Regions from separate parts of the Sus scrofa genome. Here region 2 is linked to region 1. The links are chromatin contacts, called in public HiChIP or PLAC-seq maps. All regions are on one chromosome and are shown on one strand. The core of a region is the stretch at or near the end of the contact, and the rest is flanking DNA. Distances in the headings are between cores, read along the strand shown. Region 1 has its middle 47 kb from the start of PENK. Region 2 holds the start of PENK (proenkephalin-A).

Region 1 (7,254 bases), core at 1,440-3,939:
AGGTAAACAAACGCATCAGGTTTGAAGCGAAGGAAGCTGCACTGGAAGAACGCAGCTGACACTTAGGACATAACGGAGCATCACGTCCTCCGCTGGAACCACACCCCCAGCCCCATGCAGGCCGAGCTGGACCACAGCCCTCCTCTCCACAGGGTGGTGGACCCAGGACAAGCTGTTCTGGAAAAGAGGCCACCCCAAGAGGGACTCCAGCTCCTTTTCCCCATCTCACAATGGGACCACTTGCCTCCCTCCCTTTGCGACAGCAAGTGAGGGCCAAGAAAGGAGCACTTTCCTCTAAAACTCCGGAAGGGGCGGGACTTCCTATTTCTCGTTTGGGGCCGAGGTAGGACGATGGGGAGGGGAAAGAATGATGCCTCCTGCAAGCTGTCATCCACCCTGATGAGTGTGCTGGCTTTGTGCTGGGTCCTGGGGATACAGAGATCGATGGGGGTCGAGGTTCCTGTCCTTACTCCCACAAGCTGGCGGGGGTGGGAAAGGCCGCATAAAACAAACCACTCTGGAGACTATCTATAGCCCTGTTGCCTTTAACCAATATACCAAAGGCAACAATTCTGTAGATATTTCAGGAGATGTGTCTGAACTCTCCGTTGTCTAAACCTATATCCTGAGACCTGGACCGGGAAGGGTCAGTCCATCCCCCCCACACACACACAGATGCACACACACACACACACACGAATTACACACACATAGATGTAACACAGATGAACACACACACAAACCACACACACATTACACTGTAACACAGTCTTCCAGAATCTCAGACCATTTTAAAACCCAACCCATGTGGATCCCCTTCCATATGCCGCGCTGGTCTAGGAGCATCTGAGAAAGTAGAAGGCACGATGCTTGCATTTTAGACAGAAAAATGTAAAAGCAAGATAATTATTTCTGGTACCACGATACAGGCAAGTCTATGGGACATCTGTACAAGACGAACTGGCACTGAGAAGGAGGAAAAGTTATCACAGGCTGGCATCTTCCGCAGAGGCATCCGGGAGAATCTGGTTTCTGTCTAGACTTGAAGAATGTGTCTAGACAGAGAATAAGAAAATTTTCCAGAGGAGAGAAACTGCTCCTTGGAAATGCTTGATCCGGGAAACACACTGGGGGAAGCAGGAGATGTGGACATCACCAAAGCAGAGGGGCCACAGGTGTGTCACTGCTCCACGGTGGATGGCAGCCCACCTGCTGGACAAGGTGGGGAGTGACCTCCAGGCAGCCAGCCCTCATCTGCAAACACACAGGATGCCAGCCCTGGAGGGATGCCCTGCCTACCTGGGACCAAAGGGGGAGGCATGCAGAATAATCCTCACATGGACCAATCAAGCAAACCCTCGGTTAACCCATCAAGTTGCCCCGCACTGGCCATCACTGTCACCAAGTGCTTCAGGGCACAGGGACAGCCTCACTGCAGAGCCCCTGACAGTCTTAAGAAACAACACAGAGCCTGCTGGCACTCTCAAAGCCACTTTCTAAAGCACCACCTGCACTGCCACCTTCCCAGGAGACCAGGGACCCGATGGGCCCCCCTTCCCCTGGCTCCTCATTGGCACCAGGCCTGGGCTGAACTTGGGCTCCTCTGTCTCCTGCAGGTTCTCATCTCTCAGCTGAAATTTGGTGTTGAAGGTTCAACAGCCTAAGGTTCACCCGGTGGGGGGAGGGTGTGCTGTCCCCACCACACGGGGACATCTGGCCCAGGAAGAGTTGCTTGTTCGGCTGTAGAAATGGATGCTGGGCCAAGAGTGAGTGTGTCGTCATAGAAACAGCATCTGTTTTGCCTCGTGGGGAAAAAAGAACGACGGTTATTCTTCTCATGAGATCACCAGGCTTTGCCAAGGACGTGTTCCAGCACAGGGAGTTCAAAAGCTGCATTCCTCTCCCCCCCAGCATCAGTCCTGCCTCCTCAGCACTGACCCCTCATCACAGGGGGTCTTTCCCAATAAGAGGACCCGAGGCCATTGCCCAGCATTACAGTTGTGACAGGACATCAAAGACCCTTTGTGTTTTTTTTTAAATAAATTCACCTTAATTCTAAGAGACTTTGGAATCAAACTCATCGCACAAGTTTCCTGCTGTTTCCAGATCAGTTCCTTCCTAGGTCACTCAGGGACCTGTCACTTTCCCATCTCCACCCAGGAAAACCAGTGCGCCTTTTAGCAACCAGCTGCAGATCCAGAAAGGAGAACAGTAGGCAGGCACGAGAGTTACCTCTTTCTCTTATTTAGTGCAGTTCTTTGACAGAAAACAACGGCTCGGATGGAGGCTGGAACAGGGAGCCTTTAGGGCTGCAGGTCTTCAAAGCCCCTGTCCCCTCTGTGCACAGAGGGAGCTCAGTGGGAGCTCCATGATCCCTTCCCCTCCCCCCAGCACGGCGGGGCTCTGGCCACCTGCCAGGGTGACACTGCCCAGGAAGACACAGGCTCACTCCTGGGGTGGGGGTGGGGGGCAGGTAAGGCAGGCCAGCCTCCCCTGCAGGCCCTGTTGTGGCTGGACTGAAATGCCACCCCCTTCCTCTGAGGTGGGCCCCGGACATCTGTCTTGTCCATTTTCTGCCTCTCATCTTTCTTCCTTTCGTCTCCACCCCATCCACCCGCTGGACACTGAGCAGGGAAAGGCCTTTGAAACTCAGCAGTTCACATGACAGCGAGGCCCTAAGGTTTCCGATGGTCTCCTTCCTTCCCCCTTGTCCTGCCTGGACTGCATCTGGCGGGTGGGGGTGGGGATGTCTGAGCTTCCTCGGTCCCTGGTGGACCAGGGGGCCACGGCCGGAGGTCTGGAGGTCAGGCAGGCACTGGGTCTGCTGCAGGGCCCTTGGTGAGCTCCGTGAGAGCAAGGCGGAATGCAGGGTTCTGGCAAATGCCCACACTGTTCACCTCTGCTCCTGAATCCCCGCCCAGGCGTCTCGAGATCTCCGCTGTGGGACTGACCTCCTTCTCAGCAGCCGGCACAGCCCTGCCTTGGTTCTCACAGGGGATGGGTCTCCCCTTCCACCTACCCTGCAGCCGTCGACAATGGGATCACGACACCCTCTATGCAAGCCCGCTGTGCTCACCTAGTGGTTTCAACATCAGCCACCCTGTCCCTCCTCCTGATGCCTTCTCATGAGACTTTTCCAGGCCACCCAAGGTCAAAGCAAGCCCATGGTCACTAGCACTAGACACCTCTGCCTAAATATGCCCAACTGCCATTTTCTTTACTCAGATGTGGCTGCAGGATGCTCCCAGGACACGCCCAGATCCCAAGGGGCAAATGAAGCCAAGCCTTCAGCTTTGCTCTGGTCCACCCAGAGCCCCGTCTCTAAAGTGGGGGCCCAGCACATGAGTAACACAGCACTCGGAGGCTCAGTGGCTGCCTGCCTTCCCTCCCACAAGCCTCTGGCCAGAAGGGACCTGTCAAGGAGACACTGTGTTATAATGTCCCCATCCAAAGGAAGTCTGTCCTGCCCCAGGGATGCAGAGTGAGAAAATCAACTTGCAGGAAAGAGAAAACCCCAAATATTATCCCCATCTACTTCCTTCAAGCTTTCTAATAACAACAACAACAAAAATGTGATAAAGTCATTTGTTACTGTTAAAGCAAAAAAGAGACATGGTCATTCATCTCAATGTCATTGAACCGAAATCATCAAACACTATGATAGGACAGGAATGATTTAGAGGGGTGTCTTACAGTGACAAGCCGTAAGAACTAGAAATTCTCAATGCAGAGAGCATTGAGGATATTTCTACTTTGTAGATGAGAAAGTCGCCATGGTCCCAGCTTAAATGACTTATCCTTGGTCCCAGGTCCAGTGAGAGTTAAGAACGGAAAGCACTTATGTTTGACACCAGTATAGTCAACTATAAGCATCCCCGCAATTTCCAAGCAACTGCAGATGAAAGAGAAAACAAACTAAACCAAAAGCATGTCTGGCCAAGGCAAGGCACATGCTCGGCAGAGCCACTGCATCAGAACAGGTGCAAACTGGGGAGATTCGGAGGGGCCCAGGGCCTCCAGACAATTAGGCACAGCAAAGAAAGCATCAGTGCCATATCGGTCCCTTTGCTCAACAAATCCTTACTAACCCTGCACTGGGAACCAGGTACCGTGGCAGGTCAGGGCAGAGGTGTAGGCAAGAGTGAGGTAGGCAGCTGCCTGCAGCAGCCAGACTGCCCCAGTCCCTCAGCTTTCCTCGTAAGGTGGCTCATTCCACATTTATGGCTTTGCCCGTCAGACACCTCTTGTAAACATTTCACCCTGCAACAAAGCACTATCCACTGTATACCCATAAGAATCAGAAGCCTGATATTACTCGTTTATATAAAAAACACATACATTGGATCCCAACCTGCACCATTTTTTAAAACAATAGCAGGCCACCCACATTGAAGCATGATTCACCGTGGCAGGGCTCACTGTGTTCTTTAACTACGAAGAAACGAGGCTTACACGATGCCAGCAGATTCCCAAAGTCCCTCAACGGATGAGCAACAGGGCTGAAACCAGAATTCAGATCTTCTGTTTCCTAGTAACTCCATCCAGGAACATCTCCTCGTCAACCAATAGGCCTCCGACTCGCTCCTAAGACCACATCCACGTCAAATGATGAGACAGCTCCCAACCAGTGTATTCTATCCCCCATCCATTTGACTGGAAATTTCAATGCTAAGCAAAACCTAGATTTTAGCATATCATCTCTGAGAAAAAAGTCAAATTAAAAAATTCAGCCATCATTTTGATCAAACAAGGCGATAGCCTCAGCCTGGTTCAAAATTAATATGTCGCCAGATGTTCGTTTGTTTGTTTTTTCCAACAAAGAGAATTACAGGAACACCATAGAAATGATAGCTGCTTTGGAGGAGAATCAGGAAAAAGGGGACGTCTTACTGAGTCTTAGAATTTCTGATTCCGTTAGCACATTTTTATCTGGATGGCTATCATGGAAATAAGGGCTATACCTGGGCCTCAAATGGAAGCCATCAAAGAGGCACTATTACTTTCAATATTGCACAGATACTTTAATTTATACATCTGCCAGCCTCACCATGAATTGGTTTCTTTGAGTCACGCACGTCCTTCAAAAAAAAGCTGTGAGCAGAAGTTTAATTTTTATAAGTTGTACTTAATCTTGCCTACGATGGTTCCAGAAATTTTCTTCCTAGGTACTCTCATTTACCATGGGTTATCAAATTATTTTAAATTGCCAGTATTTTTAAAGATACCATATTATTCTGTGTGTCACATTAGCAGGTGCTTACATTACTCAGAATTTTTGAGTCATGAAAAAGTTAATTACAATAGCCTTCATTATTTCTCTTCTATAATAAAAATGGACGCTTACAAATACCATTGGGGGGTTAATGCTTGATGCATGGATAACAATGAGCAGTGATTTTTAAAAAATCTGCTGTATTAAATCATATAATTGGACACAAAAGATTCAGGTGCAATTTGTTTTTGTAATTGTGTTCCAAGTGGTATAATTTTTAATTATACACAGAGAGTTCAGTGTTCCTTCCCTCAGTTTTTAAGCTGCAATTTTTCTTTTCTACCTGCAGCTCCTTTATGCATGTTTACCTCCCTTTGACATCAATTATTTGAATTCCTAGCTCAACAATAGATCCACAACTTACTCTTTTTTTTTTTCTTGTGCAATGGTATAAAGACAAGTATATGGCTTAAGAAATGCAGCATCACTCTGGAGATGAAAGTAGTTATAGATTTCTCTGATGAGAAAAAAAGTGTCTCTAGAATGGTCCTGGGATGATACCTTTCTCTCTTTTTTCAGGCAAGGAGCCTCGGCACGGTTATCTGCAAATAGCGACAGTCATCAATGATGTCCTTCCCCCAGGAGAGCAGTACCCCCTGCAGTGGTTTTGCCCAACTTTAACTCAGTAGGAGGTCCACAGCTGGGCTGTAGGTGGGTGACTGAGCAGCTGTCATCTTCCCGGTCCCCAGTGTTGGTCCCAGATTGATTCACCTGGAAATGTGTCATCTTAACGATGGAGCCCAACTCAGAGCTGACCCACCTGGGTGAAAAACCAGCTTAGACTGAGAAATTCTACTTTCCACTAGAAACTGGTCTGGGACATCTTCATGATGACTCTGAAATTGTCTTGAGGAAAAGAGATAATGTTGACTAATAGCATAACAGTAGTTAATAATCGGCACAAGGGACAGGAAAGGACATTATCCGGATGGATGTTAGACACTGGAGCCTTGTTTCTGCTGTGGACCTAAGCAATGATCCCCAGGTTCCTCAAGGTTCCCCCCTTTTCAGAGCTTGAGTTGCTTCATCCTTTCTTCTGTTTGTAATAATGAGGTGTGTCAAGAAGACCTGCCAAAACTGCCCTTAGAAAAGAAAAAAAAAATCGGTTTTAAAACACTTAATGCAAATGTAGACATCACCTTGTTAGTTAGGCAGTGAAAGCTGGAATAACGTGGTGCAGCAGATGCAGCCTCAGGATTGTCTCTGAAGTGGGGAGAGAGGCAAAAAATTCAGGATTGTTGAAAGATTTATTTTAAAAAAAGTCTATAAAATATCTAGAGCCTGATATTCAAATGGCACTCGAGTAATGATGGTTCTTAATACTATTACAGATAAACTATGCTTTAGTTTACTCAGTGGAACAACATGCAGCCATGAAAATAGGGCTCATAAAGATGATAATAAAATAGAAAGCTTAATGTTCCATGGAGAAATGAAAAACCATAAAATACTTTCAGCCGTGGGTTAGAAAATAATGATTAGAAGCAAAGATCAGAAAACTATGCCCAATCATTAAACTTATGTTGGAAGCTGGGACTTTAAGTAACTTTTCTTTTTCTTTTCTTTCTTATTTTTTAATTATAGTTGATTTACAATGTTCTGTCAATTCCTGCTGTACAACAAAGTGACCTAGTCATACATACATATATATATATTCTTTTTCTCACATCATCCTCCATCATGTTCCATCACAAGTGACTAGATTTTGTTCCATGTGCTATAAAGCAAAAGTAACTTTTTTTTCCTTAGGCAGGTTTTTTTTTCAATCATCCGATCTTCTATTTCCTTCTTTTTTTTTTTTTTTGGTTGGCTGCACCAGAGGACAGGCTGGGTGGTACAGAAAGCCCTGGCCAGACATAGCCTTCCTTGCCAAAGACAAGGGCATGGCTGGGGATTGTGTTCAAAGGCAGGAGGCAGCCCTGGGGAGGTGCTGCAAGGGGTGGGGTCACTAGTGGGCCCCCACCTCCCACAACTTTCACTAT
Region 2 (7,254 bases), core at 2,201-4,700, 48 kb after region 1:
TGCTTAATACTAAAATTTATTCTTTGAGAGCTGAAGGCCAAGTTTAAGAGCCCTCTTTTCACTCCTAAGTTTACAGGATGCAAACAGTGTGTGCCACAGGCTTCGTTCGATTTCCTGTTCCAACTGTTTTTTGTTTGTATGTTTATTTGTTTTTACTTCACTCTCTTTCTCTGAGACCCATTGACACATTTTCTATTATTTAAACTCAGCTTTTTCAGCTTACGCCAGGCCCCTTTTTCTTCCAAGGGGCTGATTTTGCTTCCTGGATGTTTGAGGGTGAGACTCGGCCAGCATTTACCCTCCCTAGGATGTGGGTTATTACAGCATAAACGTCTCCTTCCAACCAACTCGGCTTACAGCCTCTCTGCTTCTGTGTTCTTTCTGAGCCAGTCTAAGAAGATGCCCTAACAGTGGTCCTTCACGGTAATGCACTCAGCTCACAGAATCTTACCTTGCAAAGTCCATGCCTTACACTGAAATGGAAAAGGAGCAAATTTGCCCCACCTCTGGTGTGACTCCAAACATCCAACCTTTGAGCACATGGTGCTCTCATGCTGAAACATTACACCATCCCCAGAGTGCAGAACTGCCTTCTCCCACTGCTGCTAGTTTACAGAGAGGGGCAGAGACATCAGTTTCCATGATGAAGCCTGTGTGTCTGGGTGGCGGGGAGACGGAAGAGGAATGAGCCCCTAAAAGACATGGTTCAATTTAGGCACCTTCCAACGGAAGAGGGCAGGGAAGGACTTTTTAAAATCCCTCCTACAGGCTCCCAGAATACATGAACTGACTAAAACACCACTCATCATCAGGCCTTTAAAAGTCACATTTCTTGGTCTCGGTAATGAGAATCTTTTAATGTTTGTTTCCATAGGATCAGAAGAAGACAAGGTCTTGATCCTAGCCTGGGAATCAGAATTCTCTGGATTAAATGCTTTAAGATTCCCTTCTCTGTTTTGAGTCTGATTTCTAGAGCAGCTTTTTTTTTTTTCCCAGAAGATAACTGCCAAATCTATTAGCTTTTGACAAATATTGAAAGGATCATAAAAAGACGCATCCCTTGCAGTTCACGTCCACTGTTCAAACATATAGAAATGAATACCGAAGTGGACGCCCTTGAGCCCCAGGGGAAGCGGGAGGAGGTGAGAGGCAGACGTCCTCGCTGTTCAGGGCATGCAAACCAAACCCACCTCTCCCCACGGTGTTCTTTCAGCCAGTCAGTCCACACACATTCATTCAGTTCCCACTACCTCCCCAGCGCCCAGGGCACTAATACCCCATCCTTACTCTTCAGGACAAGCCAGCCCTCTCTCCTTTTCTCTCTCCCCTGACCTTTGAAACGCTGCGGAGAAAGATGTTGGTTCACTAAGAGAAGCCAACTCCGAGCAGACAGGAATTGCTCCAACAGAAACAACCAGGCCCGAGGGAGGTCCTAGCGATCTCTCCCTAAGAGAGATGCGCGAGGACCTGGTTCTGCCGCTGTCTGGACTGGTCCCTCGGGCTCTCTGAACCTCCGTTTTTCCCATATCTATTGAATAAAGGCTGGAATAATTTATCCCCAAGTCCCCTTTCAGTCTTAAGCTTCGACTTTTCCAAGCTGCTAAGGCGCCTTTCCATGCTCAGCACCGTGTGCCCCAGGAGGCACCCCGTGGCAGGTCAAACACCTTTCTCAGCCCCTTGCCCCGTCCTGCGCTTCAGGTTCATAGTGGGTGATCCCAGGTATGCAGGTGCTCAGCTCTGACAAGTGTTCTTTCTTTGAGGCCGGGTCTGTTCCTGCCTTGCTTTTGCACTGAGTACTGCAGGGTACTCGCCGCCTTTACAAAGCCCAGGCAGGGGAACGTCTCCTCCCTGCTGGGGATAGGGTAAGACGCTGGAGACGCCACCACCAGCCAGCCCCCCATTTGAAAAACGGGGGAACATTGGCTTCTCCGGGTTGTGGGGGGCGTTTTGCCACCGCATCCCCGCGCTCCGCTCCCAGCCTTGCTTCAGAATTGCCCCTGCCTGGGAGGCAGGCGGGGCGCGGGTGCAGCTCCGAGGCCACTCAGGTGCGTGTCCGCGGCTGGCGCGCTGGGACCCCTCGCCCGCACCCAGACCTACGCAGGAGGGCGCTGCCCTCTGGCGACCAAAGTGGGAGACGCAGCGCGGCCCGAGGTCGGAGGAGTCCTGTGGCGGCGGATCCTGCGAAGGGCTTGTGACTGGGAAAGTACGCGGATTCCTTCTCTAGGTGTGGGCTCTGGGGCATTGTGGTTTCCCTCTATGACCAGGATAGATAGGTAGGTAGATAGATAGATAGATACATACATACATACATACATATATGCATACATACATACTAGACAATAAATGTGGAGTAGGTAAATGATAGACAAATGGAAAAGTAGATGGACGCGTGGTTTTTAGGGCTTGCTCTGTGCGGGCAAAAGGCTAAGTGTTCGGGCTCATGGTTTCATCTGCAAGTCTCCGGAACCCTATGAATAGCTCCTGCCCCTGTTCTTCCTCAGTATCTCTGTCCCTCATTACCTATGTCTCTATTTTCCAAATGGGGAAACTGAGGCCTCAGGCCAGGTAAATGGTTTGCTTTAGATAATCTTCTGCAGCGCTCGGAGAGCGATCAGATCTCAATCCACAGCCCCAGCTTCCGCCATCAACGCTCTACCCGCGTCCTCAGCCAAGTCGATGTGCGCGCCCTAGGGCCTCTACGCCCCGGGTACCGCACCCCCCACACACCTCTCCCTCAACATCGCCCCGGCCCCACAAACCCTCTCATTCGTGGAAATCTCCCAAGACCCTGGGCAGAGCGCTCGAGGCAGCCAGCCCCTGACTTGGAGGCCCACCTGGGGAGCGGGGTGAAGGCGGGTCCCCTCCGGCGGTGACCGCAAAGCATGCGACCAGCTGGGAATGCCGCTCCCCAAGCGTGGGCTTTACCGCGTGCGCGCTCGGGTAGGGGGTCTCATGATTGTGAAAGGGGAAAACTCCGTCCCGAGATTTTAAGATTCCCGGAAAGTTTCATTCATTCCTTTAACGGTCAGCTGAGCTCCTACTACGCGCCTGACGCTGTTAGGAGGGAAGTGTAGTGTGGGGACAGGCCGGCCGGCAAGTGACGACCGTCTGGGCGGCTGTGCCTGGTGCCCGCCGGGACCGCGGGGGCGCTCCAGGAGGGTCTCCAGCCGATTCCAGAATCTAAATCCGTCCATCCTGCTGACACCCCCACACCTGGCCTCTTGCCCGGAGCCCGCGCCCAGGGAGGGTGACTGCAGGGACTATGCGCGGGGGAACGTGATCACATCCCACTCTCTCCCCAACTTTCCTGACTGCCTTGGTGTGTCACCCAGTCGAGGGCTGGGACGCCACGCGCGTCCCCCAGCCCGGGCCGGGACCCTCCTTCCGGCGGGGGCGGCGCGCGGCCGGCGTAGGGCCTGCGTCAGCGACAGCCCGCCGGCGATTGGGGCGCGCAGCCTCCTGCGCTCGGGGGCGAATTATAAAGTGGCTCCGGCCGCCGCAACCCGGCCGGCGAGGGAGGCAGGCGAGGCAGGCGCCCGGACCCTGGGCTGCAGCCGCGGCGACGCCGAGGACCGCGACGGTCAGCCCCGGCTGCCTCCAGCCTGCTCGCCTCTCCTCTCCGTCCAGAGTCCGCCCGGGACGTGCGCTCTCTGACCATCCTGCGCTCCGAGCAGCCTCATCGTGAGTCAACTTGGCCAAAGCTCGCTTTGCTCAGTGGGGTTGGGGCCGTTCACCAGCTGCGTTTTACCCGCGTTTCATTGCATGGGACTCCCCAACTTTCTTCCGCTCCCTGTTTGTGACCCGGGTCAATGTCGCGCCTCCTCGGGTTCCTGCGCTCTTGAATTTGGTCTCTTTAGTCCGCTCCAAAATCCTGCCCCGGACCGCGGCTGCCTGGAAAGAGAGCGAATGCCCCGGGCGCCCTGGTCTCCGGGCTACAGTGACAACTCGGGAACCGCGAGGCCATCGGAGGGGTCCCCTGGGCGGGCGGGGGCCCCAGGAAAGAGTGTCCCGGCGAGCTCGGGTTCGCCAAACCCCCCTTTGGGGCTGCTCGGCGAAGGGTCCTCCCCCCGCAAGGACCTGCTCTGCGCCTCCGCAGCTTCGCAGCTCCTGTGCCCTCTTCCCGCAGCCCCATGGCGCCGTTCCTGCGACTCTGCACTTGGCTGCTGGCGTTCAGCCCCGGGCTCCTGGCGACCGTGAGGGCAGAATGCAGCCAGGACTGTGCGACGTGCAGCTACCGCCTGGCGCGCCCAACCGACCTCAACCCTCTGGTGAGTGTTGTGCGCGGCGCAGGAGCGGCTAACCGCGACCCTGCGCCGGCAGCCCGGGCCCGCCCCGCGAGGCATCTCGTGGTCACAATCGGCGCAGACCCCTGATGACCCAGCTGTCCCCGACTGTTCCCCAAATGCTGACCAAGGTCCTGCTGTAGCTCTCGGCTTTCGGGACCCACGACTATCTAGGGCCCGGTAAGGGCGGCGGTGTCTCCACGCAAACCAAGTTTGTTTCAACCCCGGGAATGCAGGAACCCCGAGCTCTGCTCTTTTCAGCACCTCGGAGAGCACTGGGTTGTCACCTCACCTGCCCCAAGGAAGCCGCTCAGTCACCCTGCCTCCTCACATAGGCCACCAAGGGCCCCTTCCACACACATCTTTCCATCCTACTTGCAAATAATGTTGACATTTTTCATTTGTGATATTTTATCGCCTTTCTTTGAATGTCCTTTCTCTAGCACTTTTAACCTCAGGTCCCTCAGGCCCTGAGCGTCACCCTTGGGTAGAAGAGAGCAAGGGGATGGGGCAGGGATAAAGGGAGAGGAGGAAGGGAGAGCACAGTAGGAGAGGAAGAGGTCAGAGACTGTTTCACAGGCGAGCGGTTCTGGCATCCAACCTCTGTCTTGTACAAGGTACAAGAATGCACCTTGTAACCCCTACTAAGACAACAGTTTAATTTGGCACAGGAGAGGTGGGAGTCCAAAGAGGCGGTAAGGATGCCAAGATAAATTACGCAGGGGCTTGGGGGAAAATCTAAGGGCAGAAGAACTGTCATTCTAATCGCAGTCGTTGCTCCACTGCGTCAGAATCTCAGGAAGCTTCAGCTTCACGATCCCCCACCCCTATGACTCCTCTGCACTCTCTTCACAATTTGTCGAAATTCTGGAATGACTTAAAAAGTTCAGCAGAGAATAATGTACTAATCCAAAGAGTTAAGTTCCTCCCTAGAGCCTCCAAAGCAGTTTTGTTATGTCGATCCCTAAAATAAGGACAAAAATCAAAGGAAAGATTCCACAGAACTCAGGGCATTTATTTCCCATTAAATGTTTGTTCCACTTGGATTACATGACCCCTTTCATTTGACAAGATACAGGGGAGGGCATTATATTTAAACTCTGAAGAAAGTGTCACATTGTCAATAGGGGGGAACAGTCCCCTTCATCTTTTTTTTTTTTCTTTCTGATTTGTTATTTGCTTAACTGGTGGGGTTTGCATTGGGTCTTATTTAGAGCTGTTATTTTCTTTAGGACAGAAAGCTTGCCGATAACTGTATTGTTGCGATTACAGGAGCTCTAGAATTTTCACTCGGATGGAAAAGACATATGAAAAATGATGTTGCCTAGCCAGAACTATGTGGTAAAGTCAACATAACGAATATTTATTGGGCTTCTACCATGTGAAAGACACTTGTGCTCGTTCTGTGCTGGATGCAAAGATGAGCAGGCCTGCCACAACTAGTGTCCAAGTTGACTTTACCATCTAAAACAGAGTATTCTTCAATATGACTGTGTTATTCTGATTATTTGCCATTATTTGTCTTTGAAGGAATCTCAACATGAAAGAAGGCTTTTGGCAATAGGATACAAAATATTCAACATTAATTTTTGGCAAAGAGATCATGCAAATTTCATTTTAGAATGGAAATATTGACACCTGAACATCTCAAATTTTTCATGATGTGTAGATTTCTTAATCAGATATCAAGAATAAAACAGGGCCATTTTATTTAGATCTTTAGATTTTTGCATAGGCATATATTTAATTTTCTTAGACACAAAGCTTAAATAATCATTAAGAGTTGGTTAAATATATACCCTAAAGACTTTTGTTGCACTATTAGATTGCTTTCTTTCGTAGTGAAAATAAAATCTATGTATTTCATATTAAGTAACATACCATATTTTTAAATCCCAAGAAAGGGCCAGGTTTTTAATGCCTAAATCAAGGGTTGTTAACTAGGTTCTATAGGTAGACTTTCAGAGGCCATAAAACCCCTTGAATTGCTAAGAAATAAGATATGGACTTTACAAATGTTCATGTAACATTAGCACACACTTCGTCATATCCAAGTGACCTATTGAGTAGAAGGGAATTTTAATATTATTAGAATATATAGCCTATGTCTTACTATTAGAATTTAACTTTTATATAATAAAAAAAGAAAGAATTGTAAACTGATCATTCTTATTTTGTCGAATAACATGATTTCCATTGGAAAAGACTTTTTCTGTATGCCAATGACTGGTTAAATATTACGAAAAGAAACATGAGTTATTTGAACATTTGCATATGTTTAATTTTATATCAGACCTCATCCCTACAGACATTTAGTTCAAGATGATTATACCTATCAATCAGTTAAGGAGGGAAAGTAAAGCTTCTACTTTCAGCAAATCAATATATCATAATTCCAATAATTTGTAGGATTTAAATTGAGTTTTTACTGTGTCTTTATTTTCAAACTTATTTTGAAATTGCTGCTTTTCCTTAAAATTTGAAACTGTTCACAGGAATACAGGGTATCCTTCCAAGTAAAATATTAATGCAATAATGTAAACAAATTTATATTAAACCTTGATTTTATCTGTAAGACAATAAAATAAATTTGGGGATAATGTCCCTAATTGGGTAAAGAGAAAGTTCTCCCTTTTGGTGAGAAAAACCTTAAACAAAATGAAATCAACAATGGCAAATGATCCAATGACATAAGGTTGTGCAGGTAGCCAATCTAGGTTAAAATTGGGTGGAAAAAAATATCTTTACACTATTGCAATGGCACAGCATCTGTTAAAATTCAAAGAAAAATTCTAATTTGATCCCATTAATTCTCCACAATCTCCCGTTTTGAGTTTCCTTGGATTGGCCTGTTCAGTAGGACAAAAAGTTGTTGCAAGAAAAATGCATTATTATATGGGAGCTTCCATGTCAGAGCAAACATAGTGCAGCCGTTCCCCCCCCCCACCGCCTCCCAAAATGTATTTACTTA

The links. HiChIP or PLAC-seq counts read pairs in DNA pulled down with a chosen protein or histone mark.
Region 2: a contact with region 1 is called in an H3K27ac HiChIP or PLAC-seq map of skeletal muscle. The contact joins the promoter of PENK here to the enhancer-like site in region 1. A contact is called at or near these places in 11 of 47 Hi-C or Micro-C datasets (embryonic fibroblasts, epiblast stem cells, fibroblasts and 6 more) and 1 of 2 datasets of contacts at active chromatin or transcription factors (skeletal muscle).

Annotation. Positions count from the first base shown.
Region 1 is chr4:75,475,217-75,482,470 of Sscrofa11.1, forward strand. No RefSeq gene overlaps it. Among named protein-coding and RNA genes, the nearest start is that of PENK, 47 kb to the right of the region's middle. Within about 2 kb of position 2,690, at least 9 of the 83 cell types and tissues checked have an H3K27ac peak or open chromatin away from gene starts, as enhancers often do. A contact at or near this core is called in retroperitoneal adipose tissue, skeletal muscle and subcutaneous adipose tissue, where this site is marked.
Region 2 is chr4:75,522,047-75,529,300 of Sscrofa11.1, forward strand. It overlaps PENK (proenkephalin-A), which reads left to right and starts at 3,451. Exons shown (of 3, transcript XM_003125621.5): 1 at 3,451-3,681; 2 at 4,127-4,268. The coding sequence starts at 4,131.